Regions from separate parts of the Zea mays genome. Here region 2 is linked to region 1. A link is a contact called in public Hi-C data. All regions are on one chromosome and are shown on one strand. Each heading gives the region's core, a stretch centred on a gene start, on an enhancer-like site or on the middle of the called end of the contact. The rest is flanking DNA. Distances are from core to core; before and after follow the strand shown. Region 1 holds the start of LOC542005 (anther-specific protein 3). Region 2 holds the start of LOC103633061 (GTPase-activating protein gyp7).

Region 1 (6,455 bases), core at 1,554-4,053:
TTATATTATTTGTTCCCTACAGCAAAAAAGTTGAAAAATATTTGTATCTGAATTTTATATCTACCATTTAAGATATATGATAAATTTGAGATTTACCTTTTATGAATCTTTACAAGCCCAATGCTAAGAACAAGAATATGAATTTGCTTAGCATATTCTATATCCTATTTATTCCTAATTAAAGAAAAAAGATCAAAAAATGATTTCTGAATAAGTATCCATTTTCACCCCTAACAAAAACATATGCTAGCCGAGTAGCCGTCTTTCCTTCTTTTTTCTTTATATTTTATATCCAGTGATTAATACTTTCTTGCTGGCTTGCCTGCAGTTCCTATTTGATTTCTTAGACATTGGGAGGACTTGCAAGCCAGGGACCTACAGATTGGTAATTGTCTACCATTCGTTTTTAATGAAATTTTGTGTTAAAAATAACTTGTCAGTTTCCTGTTTTCTCAAATAAATCAGATCGAGTTGCTTTATTCATAAGTCAGGGTATGCTACTACGTGGCTTTTGAGCGATGTTTCATTGTCTCATGGATGCTTCTGTAGCATTAAACGTGAGAGTTTAATCTCACCACAACAAGCATGGGTGATCACAAGAAATACAAAACAGCCAACTAACCAAACATTATATTAGCAAATGCAACTTACTTATAACATGGCAACCAAACACAAACACATTGTGCACACTTATGCTGGCTTAGTCTATCCTGCATTAGACCCAATGCAGTGAATTGCTAGTGCAAGCAACCAATTGCTCCCGTAGTGTTTCCTTTTGCTTCTATGAAGGCTATGAACTGTCAGGGTTTATTCTAGTGATCTATTTATCTATCAGTCTTACTTTGCTTCCAGGCCATCACTTTCCTATGTCTGATATTCTTAAGAAATGTTATAAGTAGTTAGGTTGGTTTCATATCATTGCTCTGAAATGGTTTGCAGAAAAAATAATAGAAACCGAAATCCCCTTGGGACCCTTCTCATTTCCCAGGGTGAGTAATCCCTAGGGGTAACATTTGAATAAGATATTTAGTTACATGTGGGGGGTTTTCCCTCCCTAGGTTTAGCCTTCCAAACTAGCCCTGAAACTCGTGCTTTCCTGGGAGCATTCGGGCAAAATAGTAACTCCCTCCGTTCCCAAATAGTATTCGTTTTAGTTATGATTTTTCTTTCTATATTCAAATGGAGGATGATGAATCTAGACACCCATAAAACAAATATTGTATGAATCCACTAATTATCTAAAACGAATTTTCATTTGTGACAGGGAGTATATATTTGGCTGGATGGTGTTTTTTTATTATTGTACTCATGCATCATCTATGGCCATTACATTACAGTTAATGACTGGTGACCAGGCAGCTATCCTTGTTTGAAAGTCCCTGATCCAGAGTTCAAGTCTTTTTAACTATGGAACATTGACGCGTAGTCAATTCTTTGACGAGTTTTCTTGTGGCACCTTTTCATTCTACTGTTTAAATCCGCCCAGCCTTGTACCTTTTTCAACATTTCGTATCATGCAGGTGAGGACATACCCAAGGCGCACGTTTACCAACAGCGAGGGTGACGTATCATTCAGTGATCTTGGCCTAACAAGCAAGCAGGAAGCCCTGTTTCTAGAGCAGATCACGGGGTAGAGGATAATCGTTAGGCATGGTTAGAGATACCACAGCTGGGCAGGAGAATTTTACACAAAATACTTGCACCATATCGCCAGTGAAAACTCGGTCTGTCAAATTGGTTGGGTTGGTCGAAGAAAGGTTAAAAATTCTTTTGTGGCGCCATGTGTCGTGACGCATTGCGCTTTGCATGCAAATTGGTTGGGTTGGTCGAAGAAAGGTTAAAAATTCTTTTGTGGCGCCATGTGTCGTGACGCATTGCGCTTTGCATGCTTTACGTTATTATATATATGCGTGATACTTTATACCTACGCATGCATGATGATTCGTTTCAGTGAGCCCTGCTGTGCAGAGTGGGTTCTGTATTATTGTTGGTTCTTTGAATCAAAGCGATGTTGCACATTGCACAGCCACAGGCCGGTCGTGTGCGTACAAGATCGCAAAAGGGCACGCGACCCTCAAGAGTTTGCTTTAGCATTCACTACGAATGACGGAATGAGGACACCGAGTCGACTCGACGCCGGTGGCCTTTTATTATTCAGCGTGTTTGGATCCCTTGCCTTTTGCCCAGTGCATCGCACTGGCTATCATCAGCTCATTACTCTGCACGCATGACAGCAAAGAGCAAATCATCAGCACGGCATATAAAAAACGACAAATAAAGACACATTTTTCATGCGTGGCGGATGGCGGCATGGCGCAGTGTGTGTCATTCATGGCGGATCAGCACGACAAATAACTAGAGATGGAGGCCTTACGGCAGCTGACTGGCGGGAGGCCGCACTTGGCCGGCAGGCTGTTGATGATGCTGAACGTTCCGCAGGCGCAGTCCCTGGACACGGCCCCCAGCGCGGAGCAGCACTCCGGCCCGGGCGCCGGCGGAACCTGCCCCGGCAAGGGTGGCACGCTGTAGCGCAAGCAGGGGGCCAGCCCGCGCAGCTGCCCCGCGCACGTCTGCTGCGCCTCGGCGCCACCGCCCAGCCCCGCTGCCAACACCAGGAGCAGCAGCAGGGACAGCGCCGCGGGCAGGCCGCGCGGCTGCACCTTGCCGCCGCCGGCGGCTGTCGTCGTCGTCGCCGTCATTATTCCAAACTGAAAAGCACCGGCCGACCTGACCGTCGTCTCGCGTACGCGGACCAGCAGCGTGCGTGCTGCTTCGCACGTACTGGCTCTGGACTGGGTCGCGGTGTGCGTGTGCCGTGTGCGCGCGCTAACGGCGGGATTTATAGGCGTTCATTAGTGACTGTGGCCTCGAGAGCGACGGCGGCGAGCCTCGCGTTGCTCACCTACGTCTACGTGCGCGGCGGCCGCGCGTTTGGATGGAGGAGCGCCTTGCATCGCAAGCGTGTGAGCCACCGAACGTGTCACACACGCGTCGCGTACGCAACTTGCTCGTGGGCTCGGTTGGACTGACGTTTGGAGCGGCAACAAACAAGATGCCATGATCGCGATGTGTTGGGCCAATGCGGCGGGCATCGCGACGATCGCGGCCCATCCAGCAAGGAGGCGGCGCTTTGAGTTGGCGACACACATTGGCTATCACGAGGCTTCATGGCCCAACACATGTACAGTACGAATAACTGAACCTCGCTAGGGGGGAAACCGGGAAAAGCGGTAGTACCTCGGTCTACAAATACAATCAACATTCCGCAAGTTGAACGCTCCTTTCATCGGAGCTAATCTTTATATTGTTCTAACCATAATATTGAGATCGAGTTGTGTTTTTAAGTTGTAATTTAGGTTTTGTCTATTCATCTCTCCTCTAGCTAACTTTCACTATGACCGACTGATCGATGGAGTTGCCGAGCGATCGCCGTGATTGTTATCGGCTGAAGTGAGACTAGGCCAGTCGATGTTGACCACGGTGTTGGAGCACGCATGGTTAGTGACCTATCTTGATTGGTATCTACCATCGGTAGCTGACTTGGCATTACATGATTGGTCGGTGTTATTTTTTTAAAATTTTCAAAAAGTCTAGAAAAATAAAAAAAATTGAATCCACCAGGTAAATAGAGGGGTGCAAATAGAAATTTACAAATAATTAAACAAAAGCATCGTAAATAGCAATATAGAACACATATAATTATTTTGAAGCACACCACATATAATTTTTAGAAACACATAGTTCATAATGTAATATCAATTCATATTTTCATATGTTCACATCTTTTAAAGAACTCCATTCAGTTCCAGTGGCATAAACATAACATAACTATATAAGTCAGGCCAAACAATAGTAAAATTCTAAGTTTGAACAGCCACACTTGACAAAATAAAATTTAGTATATGTTTAAACATCTAATGAGCATTAGACTTAAAGAGAAGTAATAAAAACCAGCATTTGGTAATCACCAAAATCATGTGTGAAAAAAGATTTAAAGTTAGTATTCTAAGGTTTATTGACTCCCGTAAGTGAAAAGTCAGATCCAGATTCATTTTGTTAGTCCCTTCGTCTCAAAATATTAGTCGTTTTAGCTCTTGATTTTTACGTATACATTTAAATAGAGGATGATGAATCGTGACGCATATATAAAATAAATACATTCTTTATTATATGAATCAACTAAAATGGTAAAACGAATTTTATTTTAGAATGAAGAGGGTATTATTTTACGGAACAGATGTAGACATATAGGTGAAATTTTACATCTAAACACATCCATTGGGTACGATTGATGGCTACGTATAGCACAACAGCCACTCGAGGAGCAGTCGAAATGGGTTTGAGTGCCAAAATCCTGCGAGATCCATCACCTGGAAGCTACTGTTCTGGACGTACCTCTTGGTTTTGCTCGTGCGCTGTGAGCCACACCACAGCCACTATCTGTGCGACGAAGACCTGCCACCGGTTTGGTGAGTTTACAACTCCCCTTGATGCCACTTGTGAGTGAACCTAGCAGGCTAGCAACCTAAGCACATTATTAGTATTTAATTTGCTAAACAAACGCTGCAAGGTGATGTGACGTGTTCATGGACAGCTAATTCCAGATGCGTCATTACAGCATCCGTAGCTTATCCTGCGGATTAGGGCTTATAAAATCGAGTTTAGTTAACGAGAACGATATGAAAAATGAAGCAGTTGCATAGTTGAGGACTTGAGACAAGAACAAGGTCACCGAGAAACAGAAAAAAAAAAGAACAAAAAGGAAGACAGCGAAGTTGTCTACATCACTTGACTTGCGAGCGACCGCGGCTCACGTCGGCTGCATAAATTGCTTCGTAGACTAGTACCACACAGTTTGCGAGAAGGGGAGAGGTAGAGGTTCCGAGGTAGAGAGATAGAGAGGAGGAGAGGGAGGGCGAGGCGGCGGATCCGTCACTCCGTTCTTCTCCGCTGATCTGGAGGAAGGAGGCGAGGTACGCACTGCTATCTCCTTCCAGTTCGTTCGAGAAGACGGTCGTTGGGTGATTCGGCGGGCGCTCCTGTTCTGTAGTAAAGTTGTTTGTTTTTTGTCTCTTGTATGTTTGGTTTCTTGATCGGAAACAGAAGTCCCAAATTCTTTCTTTTGCTTGGTCAAGTGCCAATTGGGAGGCAGAACGGAAGACAGAACCTCCATGCGAACTTTAGTCGCGCTGATTTCGATGGAATCGGAACTGATTTAGGTGTATTTTAGCTCTGATTGTTCTTGGCAGGAGTACAATTTTAGTAGCACCGTTTGATGGTACGGTTCTTCTGGGTGGTAAATTGCCCTTCCTGCGACGCGATGTCAGACTTCGATCTCTGTTGGAAGACGCTAGACATTGCAGACATAAATATTTTTACTGCAATCATGAGCTCGAAATCCAAATGTTAATCAGTTCACAGTTCAGACAATCGCTTGAACATGTTTAAAAGCTGGACGAGGTTTCATCTACTCGATTGAATCCTCGTCTTCGCCGCTAAATCGTTGCAGGGGAGTTGCAAATCCATCAATGGCCACTCCAACCACCTATTCAGTCCGCATATCCTCGGAGACCCACAAGATTGAAGCCTGGGTGGTGTCTGACGAAGCTTTGGCCAGGCAACTGCAGGAGGAGGAGAACACGCGTGACGCTGCTGCCGACACCAGAGAAGTCGCCGGTAACAGCTCTCTGAATCTCCCCCTTATTCAGAAGTGATTGCGTTAGTTACTTAGCTGTAGTCAACTAACACGGTCACTGGCCACATGTCCATCCTTCATTTTCTATTCAGGCAATGTACCCTTGGAGTCATCGTCACCGGCTGTTGAGTACAGGCCTGCACAGAATGCAGCTCAGGTTTGTTGTTTGGGCACTCTTGTCTTTGAACCTTTTGGTTCATTGGGATTGTCGTCTTACTCTTACATGAAAAAGACTCCATTTGTCTCAACTTACTCTTACACGAAAAGGACTCCATTTGTCTCAACTGGAAATGTGACGATGATTTGTATCCACATTAGGTTGCAAGGGAAGACAATGTGGACCCAGATAATATGTCATATGAGGTATGCTGATATTGTTTCCTGTGATGGAGTGGAAAGAATGATATGAAACTCTCATCTCATGTAGGATATGCTAGTAGGCAGTAGCAAAGAGAAATTATTTTCGGAATTTTTGTAGTAGAACAAATAGCTTGGAATGGAATGAATGATCTGAAATTCTCATCTCATGTAGGATATGCTAAGCTTCAAATTACTTTTGGGGTTTTTGTATAGAGCTAGTTTTTTTCTTTCCCTGAGGGCTAACTGAAAATCTGGTGCATTATTTCCTATCAACAGACTAAGTGCATCCAGCTAAGATTGAATGTACATCTCTGGGGAGGCTTAACCTTTTTAGAAAAACTAAATGATTGGAAGGGATGCTAAGTTCGTCAGCAGTCTATCTTTTCAAGTACTCTTTGAC
Region 2 (7,066 bases), core at 3,263-5,762, 170 kb before region 1:
AGTATTAGAAGTGTGGTTCTGCTTGAACTCATCTTCTGCCCTACCCAGCCTTGTAACCCTGCTGTTGGTGGCCCTGCAAAGTCTCAACTTGTCCATGAGGTAGATGCCCTTGGTGGTGAAATTGGAAAAATTACTGATAGGTACGAGTTCAAACGTCTTGTTGTCTGGAGAATGAGTTTCTCTGAGTGCAAATGGCTGAGAGTCCAAATTTTGATTGCTAGTTAATCAACAAAGATATCTTAGCATACTGATTGCATCTTCTTCTGATAGGTGCTACTTGCAAAAGCGTGTACTGAACAGCTCAAAAGGCCCTGCTGTACGTGCACTGCGTGCTCAGCCTGATAAGAGAGAGTATGCAATAGAGATGAAGAACAGTGTGGAAAGGTCAGTGTATACTAAGTTGCTAACTTTACTTGGATTTATAATCTTGTCTGGCACCTCCATAAGTGGTTAGTGCTACATAATTTCTGAATATGCTTCGTTTAGCTGACCTCATTTAAGTTATGTTAATTTGATCATCATTTCATAGCTTGTTAGGTTGTACTCACAAAATTGTGATATTTGGTTTAAAATATATCAAACATGACACCTTCTCAAAATTTGGCACCGGATATTGTTGTTACTGTATTAAGATCATGGTTCTGCATGGCTAGTCTTAAGTTCTCAATGTAGTAAAAAACACTCAAGGTAGATGTAAATATTTTAATCTTCTGACATAAGAGTTTAGCATTTTTTTCTGCTTGCCAACTTTTGTCATGCTTTGCTGATGTTTCTTATCGTTGATCGCATGTATTGTGATAGATTTCACATTGCTTATTGACTATTTTGTGTACTATGCTTCAGCACAGAAAATCTTTTCATTAGAGAAGCAATGGCTACAGAGGTTTTAATTGGAAAAAATGACACCATTGAGGGTGTTTGCACTTTCTTCAGCATGGACTTTATGCACCATCTGTTGTACTTAGCACCAGAACATTCATGAGTGGTAAGATTTGGATTGGTAGGACATCAATGCCTGCTGGGCGAGCTGGAGAGTCAGCTTCTCATGGACTAACTGAAAACTTGCAGTTTCTGGGGCCAAGCTGCTCGGCTCCTGGGGCGTGGACCTCCCCATCAGGCCGCTGCACACGCTCCACCTCTACTGGCGCGTGAAGCCCGGCCAGGAGCAGACTGTCTCGACGAGCGCCGGGTTCCCGACCTTCTCCAGCTACGGCGACCTGCCCGTGTACGGCGCGCCGTCGCTGGAGCTCCCGGGGCTCATCAAGATCAGCTGCATTAGATCTTAGAGTACACTGTTTTACACAATTTGGAGTTGTTACTACTATCAAGCTTTAGACTTTAGACTTTGGAGTACACTGTTTTTACACTGTATTAAGCTTTAGCCTTTTATGCTACAGTGTGTAAAAAAGCAAGCTTTAGACAGTTAGGCTAATCTATAGACAGTGTAAAGCTTGATTTTTTGACAATACAGTTCAAATTCTTAGAACAATGCGGTCTGAAAGTTTAATACAGTTCTGACAATAGAGTTGAGTACACTGTTTTGAGGCTAATATGTCAAGCTTAGATACCAGTTTGTCAAGCTTGTTTAAGTCCAAATTTGTATTTACTTAGTTGTGTAAATTGGGTACAATTTGAAGACTGTTTTAGTTGGTGTAGAAATTGTGTAGAATTTCTAGATAGTTTTATGTTGCTCGGTGTGAGACGTGTAAATTGTGGCTTCTGTATTTTTTATGCCCAGTAAATACTATCAGTAATTATGGCTGAGTCGGTACAGGAAACCAAACACGAGCTCATTAAATCCTGGCTGAATCGATACACGAAACCAAACACGTAACAAATTAACTACTTGCATCTATGTATACATGCTAGGCTCAGCCTGCATCTGGGCCTGAACCAGACTCAAACCAACCGGACAACCAATCAGACGCTATGATTCAAAATCTGACACGTCCTTTTGTTTTCGTGTGAAGTTGTACTACTTGTTCTGTCTTTTCATCTATTTCAGAATTAATTACTTTTCCCATGTGCATTTGGATCTCATGATGAAACTGATGGCAATCTGAAAAAAGACTAGCGTAACATACATTCGATTGCTTAGGAATTATTCAGTGTCTTTGATGTCTGTGTCTCTAATCCTTGCCTGTAGTTCGAAGAGTGACACAAAAATGAACACATTTGTATATGTATCATCGCAGTTTAGGCTATTTCCATGCATTGTGGCATCACTGCAATCTGTGGTATATAATGGGTTCTGCGTTTCTATTGCAGAAAAACAACGGGCTCACATATTTATTAGTCTATAGGGCACCTACAAATTACAATAAGGGCTCGTTTGTTTTGTTGGAATTGAATTCCATTTTAATAATTATAATTTAGACAAAACTAATTAAGTTTATATATTTATATATGTAATATATTTGTATATTATCCTAAATCATATGAGAGCGATAGTTATATACTACATTTATGTTATAGAGGCGCAAGTAGAATAATGTGATATAAGTTGTACATCGGAAAAATAGCATGTAAATCTATAGAATCAATTTCCATCTCTCACCCCATGGATTTGAGGTAGGCTTATATGATAACTTTGGAAAGTGGTGGAATGTCATATTCTAAAAAATAGCATGTTCCATTAGTAAGATTCCAATTCCTCGAAATGAAAGGAAACAAACGGGGCCTAATAAGAGTCAGGTATAGACTCTACGCCATTTCATACTGAATGTCCCACATGTACGATGTTCTCTATACATATATCCTCTCTTGTTAAGAGAGATAGAGGGGTTATGTTTCTCATGCACTAGGACGCACAAAGATCTTAGCTCCCTTCTCTTCTCCCTAGCTCAAAGTATTGCCCTCTCTCTCTTCCCTTGGCATCTAATACTAACTTAAAGGGAGTAGTAAATGCCCTATAATTTTAGTGCGCCATTAATTATGTATGATATATATATATATAATTAAATTATTTAAGTGAAAAGATGGATAATAAATTCACCTTGGTTCACTGTAGTTAGCAGTCGTCGTAGCCCATTAAGTCCAATCCGTCTTCCTAATTCCCACCCCCACCTTGCCTACCGGCCCAGGGTTCACCCCATTCTCTTTTCCCTCCTCGAGACCTCACCCCGTAAGCAGCTGTCATTCTCGAGTTGTCGGAACACAATTCACAATCGACGACAATCTCCAGCTCACCGAGGCGGAGCGTCCGAGCAATGAGCGATTGGTCATGCGCGACAGCGAGATAACTACCAAGAGGCACAGCAGGGCGCGACTGTGCAGTGCAGGAATCTTGATAAGCATCGACACCGAGCAATACACTGTCGAGCGCCAAAGCCGACCGTTGAGCGGCACTGACTTAACCCTGATGAGAAATAGAATGGACGACCAGTACTTCATTTTGGTTACTTTTTATTGAGCATGATTTCGTTTTACATGTTAAAGGTAATAACGTTATTAGACACTATGAAGCCATGAAAGATCGCAGAATAAAAGTCAATTTGAATATTTTATCTGTTTCCTATCTTATTTAATTTGATGAGACATGAAACAATTCTTATTTAAATTATGAATTTATTGTATTTTATAAAAAAATGCATTTTATTTTATTGAAAAATACCCTGTCCCTAAATCTGCCTCCGGCCTGCCCTGAGTTGTGTTAAACTGGCCGGTCCTTAAGAATTTTATGGAAATTATGCAGCACTACCTGCCAACAATTATTTGCAATCCATTTTGACTATAATTTTTGCATGCATCATGGACTATTATATGATTAAATTATATGGTCGTTCCAGTGTGACGTTTCTAGAACCGTGTCACGACTCACGACCGGTTCAAAAGCGTCGGTCCACGGCAAGTAGAAGCTTCTCGTGTGTTTTTTTTCAAAAGCAAAACCCGTTTTTGGGTTGCGTGGCGCTCATCCGACGCACGGCCAAGTTATGATTTTCCACGAGCTAAACGTGTCGTCTAGGGAAGTCAACCCGTCTCGTTTACCTTTGGTAACCTCATTTTTTTTTTGTCTAACGTAGAAATGGTCAAAGATATATCTCATTTATAGGATATAAAACAGATCAAGATAAGACGGCTAATAAATGTCTAGTGGTCGCATGAATTCACCTGGTATCTTTTCTCAGGACGATTTTTTTGCTTCCAAATTAACCGCGTGGATTTGGATTTGGTCGCCCAAATACTCCGTCTGAAATTCTCAGTGGTCAATACTAGTACGGATTAGGTTCTGGTTCAGAATCAAGATCCACCTGCCGCTTGTATCCCAAATTCCCAATCGGATAAACTTCATCGATAGTTGACCATGAAAGCCTTCTAAAATTTCAGGAAGGCAATATTAAATGCTGGAGCATTTTTTTATTGATAATTCAATGCTGGAACGTTGAGTGTCCTACTGGTACAATGCAAAGGCCCAAACCGGGAAGCGGTAGGTCTATCATCTAATACCCTCACTGACCTATGGACCCCGCAGCGACACGGCCATGAAAGACCCCACATGGCAGGTTCCAACAGGGCCCGTCCAAACGCGCACTGCACCCACTCCAACTCTCTGACTCTCTCTCCCCCCCTTTATTGGCGTCATATGACTCTCTCCCTAGTCCCTACACTTTCTCCCCCGTGTCCCGTTGCTAAAAGCTTAGAGAAAAACCTAATCGGACAGCACTGTGGCCAAGCAGGGCGCGGGAGATCGTACGCCGGCGGCGAGGTCCTGCGGTGGCGGGCCTCGGCAGAGTGGTGGTGCTAGCGGAGTGCAGCTGTTGGGTTGGTGGGTAAGAGTGAGAAGGACATGAAGGCGCTGCGGCGATCCAGCACCTCGTCCTCGCCGACGGCCGCGTCCTCCCCTCCGTCCTCATCGTGGATCCACATCCGGTCGCTCCTCGCCGCCGCCGCGTCCTCGTCCTCGTCCTCCTCCTTCGCAGCGGCTGCGGCTGGGAGCGCGGTGGCTGTGGTGTCGGCTGCGGTGGCCGCCTCGTCTTCTTCCTCGCCGGCGTCGTCCTCGCCGCACTCGGAGCGGTAGGTTTCTCCCTTCCGATTGGCCAAAGGCGGCGCCTTTAGGATTTTAGGTGCCTCATATTCGGTTCTTGTTACATGAGGTTCATTTGGCTGCTGCTGATCTAGTTCTGTGCACCCTGCACGAGCTTGCTGGTTGTAATTTGTGATGTCAATGGGGCCTAGGTACTCAAATTAGGGTGTTTTATGTGCTCTTGATATAGTAATGATTTAGATTGCATCATAGAGTAGAGGTGTGCGTGGATTGATTGCTCGGTGCACTTCCACGCATGTGTGAATCCACTGTGCCATCAATAGGTTGTCAAGGCCATGAACTAGTAACGTCAGTGTGGTTATTTTCAGTTGTGTTCCTTGTGACATGATGCTTCCCTCGTGTTTCTGAATCTAATCAAGGTCTATGTGGCTTTACTTCTAGATCACTGACACCTCTAGGGAGTAACATCACACCTTGTGCAGTCTCAAGCTATAGTTCATAATGTTAGACTTGCATGTCGTGTCTGGTTGTTTATCACTAACCTGTTTCCAGTTCGTTCATCCAGGGACAATAAGACTGTCATAAGCAGTGCCCATTTATTTACAAGCAACTAGAGGAAGTTGTTCCCGTGCTAAGTTCATTTGATAAACTAATCAACCTATTCCATCGAATCTTTCTTTTTGTAACTCGGTTTATTTCTTGTACATGCTGTATTGAGTTTAGTATTGTATGTTCAAATCTTGTTTAAGATGTCATAATGAGGATGTGAACTTTAGATAGACCAGTGGATGCAGTGTGTGCATCATGTAATACTGAAGCATGTTACTGTCGATTTAATCTCTCAGTTGACATGCTGACATTATTGTTGTTGATCTATCTGACTGAGTATACCATTTGCTGGAATATACCCTATATATTTACAGGGGTGGTCTTAAATCTCCATGGTCCCGGAGGAAAAGAAAACGAGCACTTTCTCGTGAACAGTGGGAGAGTTTGTTTTCAGCAAATGGGAAGCTTCGTGATGGTGGAAGGAAGTTTCTCAAGAAAGTTCGCAGTGGTGTAAGTGCAGTGTTTATTCATTTTCCATCCAAATCATCCAGATATAGGTTGCATCAGAGATTCATAGTTGGCTATCTATTGCATGTAGTTAAATACACAGTCATGTTGTTATCTCTTCTGTTATTGAAGTGTTTTGTATCTTAGAGTCCAACTGCATTACTGACATAAATGCCCCTCTTCTATTGTACCAGGGCATTGAAGCAAGCATTAGGGCTGAAGTTTGGCCCTTCCTACTAGGAGTGTGAGTTACTTGATCTCTTTTACCTATCCTGTAAATTTATAACCGATGATTTTTTTGGGTGCAAGTTTAACAGTACACATGTGCATGTCAATACCTTCCAAAGCATCATGTTACTTATTTGATTAAGGTATCACCTTGTTAATTATTGGTCTAGTGTCAATTCCCTCGTTTTTTGTCCTTCAAATTTTAATCCAGGCGAATTAATAACTGCTTTTCTATGAATCGGTATCACTTGTATCAGTTCAGATTTTATGAGCCTCAATGCATTACTGGTTAGTGCAAACTAGCTGTATAAATTGTATCTAGTAATTGTTTTTAACTAGATCAATCTTGAACTCTGTACAAATAAATTCCAAGGTTTTAAGTACCTGTTTGTGTGGCAGGTTTTTTCTTTTTAGAAACCCTTGTTTAAAGCTGAAATTTAAATACTTTTCTTTTTAGAAATGTAACTTAAATGGAATGCTACAATGTATGCGTACAGTTCTCTCACGCAATGTTTCGCTGTGCATGTGCACATGCAACCGGTATTCGTATGTATGGCTTTGCCTACAGTGGTTGCTGCTACGTCTGTGACTCTTATCTTTGTCACTGGAAACTAGGAATTTTGTAGATTTATATTAGGAAGTTGGCTTATTTAGTATTAACTACTAAAACAGAGCATAGGAGCATTCTGTTGTATTTTTTTGGGAGAGTCCCAAGTTACACCTCCAGAATTTTCTTGTTTGTTTAATTTACCACCTGCACTATGATATCAGATATTTTATGCCCTTTTTATCAAAACC

The links. Hi-C and Micro-C count contacts between places; a contact is called where the count stands out from the background.
Region 2: a Hi-C map of tassel shows a contact between it and region 1, with 3 times the contacts expected there. The contact joins the promoter of LOC103633061 here to the promoter of LOC542005 in region 1. A contact is called at or near these places in 5 of 25 Hi-C or Micro-C datasets (bundle sheath, ear, leaf and 1 more).

The regions. Positions count from the first base shown.
Region 1 is chr7:147,776,296-147,782,750 of Zm-B73-REFERENCE-NAM-5.0, reverse strand. It overlaps LOC542005 (anther-specific protein 3), which reads right to left and starts at 2,803. Exons shown (of 2, transcript NM_001111653.2): 1 at 2,375-2,803; 2 at 1,963-2,219. The coding sequence starts at 2,699. The coding sequence ends at 2,215. LOC100274090 reads left to right here. Exons shown (of 10, transcript NM_001148469.1): 9 at 329-385; 10 at 1,521-1,847. The coding sequence ends at 1,634. It overlaps LOC100193125, which reads left to right and starts at 4,829. Exons shown (of 6, transcript NM_001138285.1): 1 at 4,829-5,676; 2 at 5,788-5,852; 3 at 6,014-6,058. The coding sequence starts at 5,529.
Region 2 is chr7:147,948,894-147,955,959 of Zm-B73-REFERENCE-NAM-5.0, reverse strand. It overlaps LOC103633061 (GTPase-activating protein gyp7), which reads left to right and starts at 4,512. Exons shown (of 5, transcript XM_008654744.3): 1 at 4,512-5,013; 2 at 5,908-6,043; 3 at 6,235-6,284. The coding sequence starts at 4,787. It also overlaps the pseudogene LOC100278168.